2 separate regions of the Mus musculus genome follow, and region 2 is linked to region 1. Evidence: chromatin contacts called from public promoter capture Hi-C data. All regions are on one chromosome and are shown on one strand. Each heading gives the region's core, a stretch centred on a gene start, on an enhancer-like site or on the middle of the called end of the contact. The rest is flanking DNA. Distances are from core to core; before and after follow the strand shown.

Region 1 (3,246 bases), core at 218-2,717:
AGTATGAATTCAGGCATAGCAACACTTCTGTGGGTTCTCAAACATTGTTTCATTTTTCGATTCTAAGAGCTAGCTAGCTTTCTTTCTTTCTTTCTTTCTGTTTTTGTTTGGTTTGTTTGTTTGTTTGTTTTTGTTTTGTTTTTCAAGGGATTTCTCTGCATAGCCTTAGCTGTCCTTGAATTCACTGCATTGACCAGGTTGGCCTCCAACAGAGAGATCTTTCTGCCTCTGCCTTTCTGAGTGCTGGAATTAAAGGCATGTACCACTACCACTCAGCTATTTCTAAGAGCCCCTTAAAAATAATTCGTATCAATGCCATGAGACTCATACACAAAGAGTAAGACACTGCCCTTGGTACTGGTAAGCCCCCTGCTAAGAATATGTGATATGCCCTTTGCTTAAATGAATTCTAAAAATACAGTAAGAAAACCATACAGAGATCTGTGAGGCAAAGAATCATCTCTGACTTTTGTTGGAAAGATTCCTCAAACAAATTCTTCATGATGCTGGCAACCCTGATTATACCAAAACAAATAATTTCCTCTGCTCTTATTTGTATAATTATATATCAACAACTTATATAAGTGCAATCATTTCCTGTGTTTACAATGAATATATGTGTAATAAGAATTTTAAATGCAAGATGATAAATCTCTCTCAAAAGATTAACTCTTTATGAAGGATGATGAGATGTAAAAATGTTAGACCCAGGGGAAAGGGAGAGTTTTCTGGAATTTCCAGGCATGACATGACTGTTGCTCTCCCGATCTCGCAGCAAGTATGATTAACTACACTTGATCTGCACAGGTTTGAACCCTGTCGAGATCTTGTAACGAAAAGGGGAGTAGTTCATGAGGCTCTCACGGTAGATAAGGAAGATTCTTACAAGCTATTAACTGTAAGTATCAGTTCGACTTCAGACCCAGTCCTGAAACCCCATTCCAGCCCATTTCAGTCAAATTCACACTTCTTCACCACGTCCAAGACCTGTTTTCAGCAAGTTGTACGCTCTCTAACGATACTGGAAGAATACATAATTTTAAAATTACTATCTAGAGAAGAGGAAGACTCCCTAAAATAAAAGTAAAGACACAGGATGCTGCTGTGTTGCAAATGCATGCGAGGGAGGCGAGAATGCTGGGCTCTATCACTGCTATCTCTCCCTACTGAACAGCAAAGGCAACACTGGAGACCTCTGGGTCCCTGACAGAAGTCAGTCACTGTTTAGTTCGTCTGCAGAGACAGAAGCCTGCGAGCAGGGATTGGATGCCTGGTCCCCACCCACCCGGCCTGTCGCCGCCCACCTCACAGTGAAAGAGTTCAGTTTTGGGTTCCTGACCCGCCGCCACGCGGCAGAACACGCAGTTGCTGTCATAGTTCCAGGACTCCGAGGTCCCAGGCGAGGACCCCTCGGGATCCGGCTCTCCGACCAAGCCCGCTTGCTTCTCAGCCATGGCGGCCGAAAGGCGACGTCAGGATCAGCTGAGGTGCGCAAGGCCCGCCTCGGGCGGATGCACCTGGAATCGCCGCCCTAGGGTGGCCCGCCTAGTGACACGGAGTCTGCGCACGCGCAGGGCCAGACTCTGGGTATGGGACACACCAGATAGCTCGGCCTCTAAAAGGGCGACGATCAGAGGGCAAGCCCGGCGCTCCGTGATGACGAAAGCAGCGCAGCCGCAGGAGCCCACTGCTCAAAGGCGTTTTCTGACGGGAAGACCTATCCAGGGGTTGGTAACATTCATCTAAAGTGTAAAGGATATTGCTTTCACGTCCCTATAGTGTATTACACTCCCGTTACAAAAGAAAAAGAGTATAGAAATTCGATTCTTTTAAGGGTATGAGAGGATGAGTCAAACGTATAGAGAGCCTTGTTTGGCAAAGTGAAATTTCCGAGTTTCCTGTGTACTTACTTGTTCAGCCACAGTAATTTTAGGATCTGAAACCAAACCAAACAAACAAACCCGGCCAAATTGGTCTCTACATGTTTGCTTTTGTTTATAGTACAATGTAAATCGAAAGGGTCTCCTATCACACATATGTCATATGGAGAGAAAAGGTAGTAATTGAGAAATTCCCTGCCAGGTCACCTGATTCATTGTAACAATTTTCTCTTGTATTCCCGGCTATTTAGGAAAGAGAGGGAGAGAAACCCTTTGGGAACAATCATGCGCGGAAAAGTATCAGTTCTTAAGTATGATGTGATCTCACCTTTTTACAATACATGGCATTTGCTGAGCACCAAATACTCTGTTTCTCTAATTGTGAAAACTCCCAAGGTTGATTATTTTATTACAGGTCTACAGAAAGAGACAGATTCAGACTTATTTTCTTACCACTTACCCAAATGATAAAATTCAAATAAATGTCTAGTTCTAGAACCCATAATAACACTTAGTGTGACTTTAAACTCAGTAGTGATTTTAAGTGAATTATCTTGTAATCTGAAACAGTAACGTAAGTTAAGTAAGAGTACATGCACATTCACGTTGCATTTAATTCCCTTTGTAGTTAACCATATGGTGTGCAATCATGACAATAGCTTCTCAGATCATCACAAGTTTGAGGCAGGACTCAGAAGCAGAAAATTTGACTTTGACACATTTAAATATTATCATGTTCCATGTCTGTTCTTACACTTTCATATCACGCTGCTTTTTTATGGTGTGTGTATGCATGCACACACACAGTAGCTGTATGTCTTTATCCATGTAGGTACTTGAGTACTTGGGCTGCCTCTTGGGCCATGGTGGGGGGGGGGGTGATCTGTAGATGCCTTTCATAACTGCTTGTTTGATATTGAAAGCTTTTGAGTTGACTTTGGCTTTGGTAAGGACAGGAGTTTCATCCTTTATTCTTGGTGCTATCATAGTGGAAATGTTCCCATAGACATTTCACAACAGTCTGATGAATAAAAGAATGATTTTCAGATCCCACGGGAAAACACTTTTGAGTTATGAGAGTTGCACAGTCACAAACAGAAGTGCTTTTTTAGTAAAGGCTATGAGTGGTAAGGGTCAGGAGCCTTGTATGGGGGCAGGTGGGGATGGCTATAACAAACACCAGAGCCTGATATTGTGAATTAAGCATTTAGGGCCCTGTCTGTATGCTTCCATATGGGTGTTGTCTTGGGATAGATGTTTGCACACAGTTATTATAGGGCAAAAGTTTTTCAGTTCTCTCTTCCTTGACAAAATGTTTCTTCCTCAGTAAGGCCAACTCTGACTAACCTTGCAACCGTGGTCTAGC
Region 2 (3,246 bases), core at 509-3,008, 990 kb after region 1:
ACGAATTTAAAAGGCAGGTTATCACAGCCCTGACATACTAATTCCAAACCTTCTCCTCACCAGGTCCACAAATATTTATTTTATGCTCACTGTCTGTTAGTTTCTGGGATGCCAGGCCTGTGAGGCAGTCTTTCTACTTTCCTGGGAACAAGCTCTTGCATGCAATCCACAGACAAAATAATCAGAGGGCAATCCACCTCATTCCTCTAGCAGCTGCCAACCAAAACCTGAATCTCAGAGCAGAGTTAACCAGCCAATAAACCAGTGTGAGTAAAATACATTCAATAACAACTAGAACGCCAGCAATTGCTGGAGACCCTGGATAAGGGGACCGGTCACCTCTGTCCTTGCTAGGAAGTTTAATGCCTTGCCATGGCGATCAGGGCTGAGGGTGGGCAGAGAGTAGTGGAGAGTTACCTGAGAGCTCAGGTAGATTTTGAGGCACTCCTCGCACACCGCCTTCTTGCAGCAGGGCAGGGGCTTGATGGGTTTGTCTTCCAGGCACACCCGGCACATCAGCACCATGAGGGGCGCATAGGGGTCCCCTACTCCCCCCAGGCCAGAGTAGGGTGGAGCCCCTAATAGGCCAGGCACGGAGAAGGGCTCCGGAGCCAGGTAGAACTCCAGCTCGATGCTGCCGCCGTCGGGGGAAAGGGGGTCAGCCGGGAGCGACAGCGGGGAGCTGGGGAAGGAGGGCGGCGGGCTGGCGGGAATCGGCCCCAGCGGTGCTTGAGGTGGGGACTCCGACGGCGACGGGGACTCGGCGGAGGGGGCCTCGGGCAAGTCGCTCTCCACGCAGTACACGGAGCAGAGGACTTGCGGCTTGGCGGGGGGCGGGTGTCGCTGGGCCAGCACGTCCAGGAGCAGCCCGTCGGGGGGCTGCTGGCCGGGGGGCGCCTCCCGTGGCCCCGCTCCCTCCGCCTCGCGCTCCAGCTGCAGTTCCAGACTCTGGGGGTCCAGGGGCCCGCTGAGTGGCAGTCGCGCGGGCTGCCCTGCCGGGGCCCGGTTGCTCGCAGGCTCCTGGACACTCGCGTCCACGCAGCCCGGGTCTCTGCCGCCGCCGCCGCCGTTCGGCCGTGAAGAGGAGGCTGCAGCGCGCGGCCCGGCTGTCCGGACGCGGTCCCCTCGCGGCCTGGGGGACTCGGGCTGGCCCGCCGAGCCTCCGCCAGAGGCCCGCGCCCCGCCGCTGCCGCTCACCGTGCTCTGCTCCTCGCCCATCGCCGCCCGCGGCCTGCGCCGCCGCCGCCCATCCAGCCGCCCGGACCCCCAGCCGGCGCCGGGCAGCGCGGGCAAGCGGCTCCGCTCCACTCGCGGCGGCCCTTCTGCTTCCGGATCCCTCCTCCGGGGCCGGGACGCCCCAAGCGCCCTCCGGGGAGCCCGGGCTCCCGGGCCGCAGCGTGCGGGCAGCCGGCTCCTCCTCCTCCACCTCGTAGTCGTCGTCTTCCTCCTCGTCCGGCGCGGCCGGGCACCGCCTCGAGGACTCCGAGGGCCTCAGGCTGAGGGGGCCCGGCCCGCATGCACGTCGCGGCGCTGCCGCGGACCCGCGAGTCCCGGGTGGGGCGGAAGAGTTCCCGGGAGGCGGGAGGAGACGGTCAGCCCCGCGCCATCCCTGCCTCCGCGGCGGGGCGCGCAGCCGGCGATCCCGAGGGTCGCCGGGCCTGTGGCGTCACCGAGAGGTGGCCGAGTCCGCAAGCAGTGGCTGGTGTCCCTGGAGGAGAAGCGGGAGACCTCCCTCTCCTCGTGCAGCACCTAGGGCCCTGCTCCCTCCCCTCACCCCACCCCTTTGGCACACACCTCCCCACACGTACACACATACGCGCGCGGGCGCCCACGCACACAGTCGCACGCACACAGGAGTGAGGGTGATCTAAGCTGAGCTGTGCTCTCACCCCTAAGAATTCCCACTCGGCCCCAGCCAAATGCTTAAGCGCTTGCAGGCGCCCCTTAGTGCTCTGCTTTAAGTAGAACTTCCGACAAAAACTGCTGGACCCTGGGCTCTGGACGGAGAACACACTGGGATGTCACGCTCGAGAAGTAGAGGCGATGGTGTGCATTCTACCTGGTGCGATAGGAAGGATCTTCGAAAACCATAAATAACCCAAAAGCACTTGTCGTCTGCTCCTCCAACTATAATATTTACAAGCACTAAGGAATAACTAATCTGACATTTACTGCTTTTCCTCTGCTCAGTGTTCTCTCGCGAATTATTTTTGTGGGCTCTTGGGGTTTTGTTTGTTTGTTTGTTTGGTTTTTGTTTTGTTTCTGAACCCCTTTAAGTGGGTAGCCTGGCCTGATTAATCAGCTGGATCATCATTAGGAATCAGGGAAACTTATTAACATAACCATATTCATACCCAAAACTGTTTCCAAGGCAACAATTATATCTCAGCCAGAACTTAATTATGTGTTGATCTATCTTTATTTTACAGGAAGTATTAGTCACCCAAACACTGGTGTGATTTAGTTTTCTAAAGCCAATGAAAACATTTTTGGGAAGCCAACCATTTTTATTTTTTTAAAATAGGGAGGGAATTCAATTTACACATTCATGTCAAAGGAAAAATCTGTTAAATGTGTAGATTATTTTTTAACCTTGAAGTTGTTATTGATTTGTTCTAAAATATTTTCCAAGGCAAATGCAAAGGCTACAAGGGAACTAAGAATTCAGTATTGACCAAGCAGAGACCCAAAGGTCATGGGTTTCAATCAGGTGCGGTTGAAGCTCAGGTACACCAGAGCATGGTGACTTGCCGCCAGATGCCCTGGCACTCAGTAGTCTGACCCAAGAATGAAGAATAACTATTTTTTGATGATTAAATGGTACTCAGGCAGCCTGGAGAGATAGCTCACTCACTCAATCCTCAGTATCCACCTCAGAAACACAACCCGCTGGAAAGCCCAGACAGGTAAGTGGACGGATGTTGCTGGGACTCCAGAAGACTCCATCTCCCTGTTCAAGGATTGCCCTTTCTTTCCTTACCAGGACTTCTTCCTGCTACATGCTGCTAGCATTTCTGAGCAACATGTCATCTTCCTCTAGGTAAATCCTCTCGTGCCTGACTCCTGGGCCTGGCACCTCTAGCATGAGGTCTGGGACTCACAGGTCCCCAACAGCACAGAGGAATCATAACGCAATCCTATAATGGTGGGTCTTTGCTCAGTCTATCCCAGGTTCATGGAGCACCACTGATAAGTGTGCTGATGGGATTTCTTTCTTTCTTTCTTTCTTTCTTTCTTTCTTTCTTT

Evidence for each region. Promoter capture Hi-C pulls out the DNA fragments that hold promoters and counts their contacts.
Region 2: a promoter capture Hi-C map of cranial neural crest shows a contact between it and region 1. The contact joins the promoter of Rnf217 here to the promoter of Hint3 in region 1. A contact is called at or near these places in 1 of 39 promoter capture datasets (cranial neural crest) and 1 of 115 datasets of contacts at active chromatin or transcription factors (pancreatic cancer cells).

What each region holds. Positions count from the first base shown.
Region 1 is chr10:30,616,899-30,620,144 of GRCm38.p6, forward strand. Hint3 (histidine triad nucleotide binding protein 3) reads right to left here and starts at 1,468. Exons shown (of 5, transcript NM_025798.3): 1 at 1,305-1,468. The coding sequence starts at 1,454.
Region 2 is chr10:31,607,967-31,611,212 of GRCm38.p6, forward strand. Rnf217 (ring finger protein 217) reads right to left here and starts at 1,759. Exons shown (of 6, transcript NM_001146349.1): 1 at 418-1,759. The coding sequence starts at 1,218.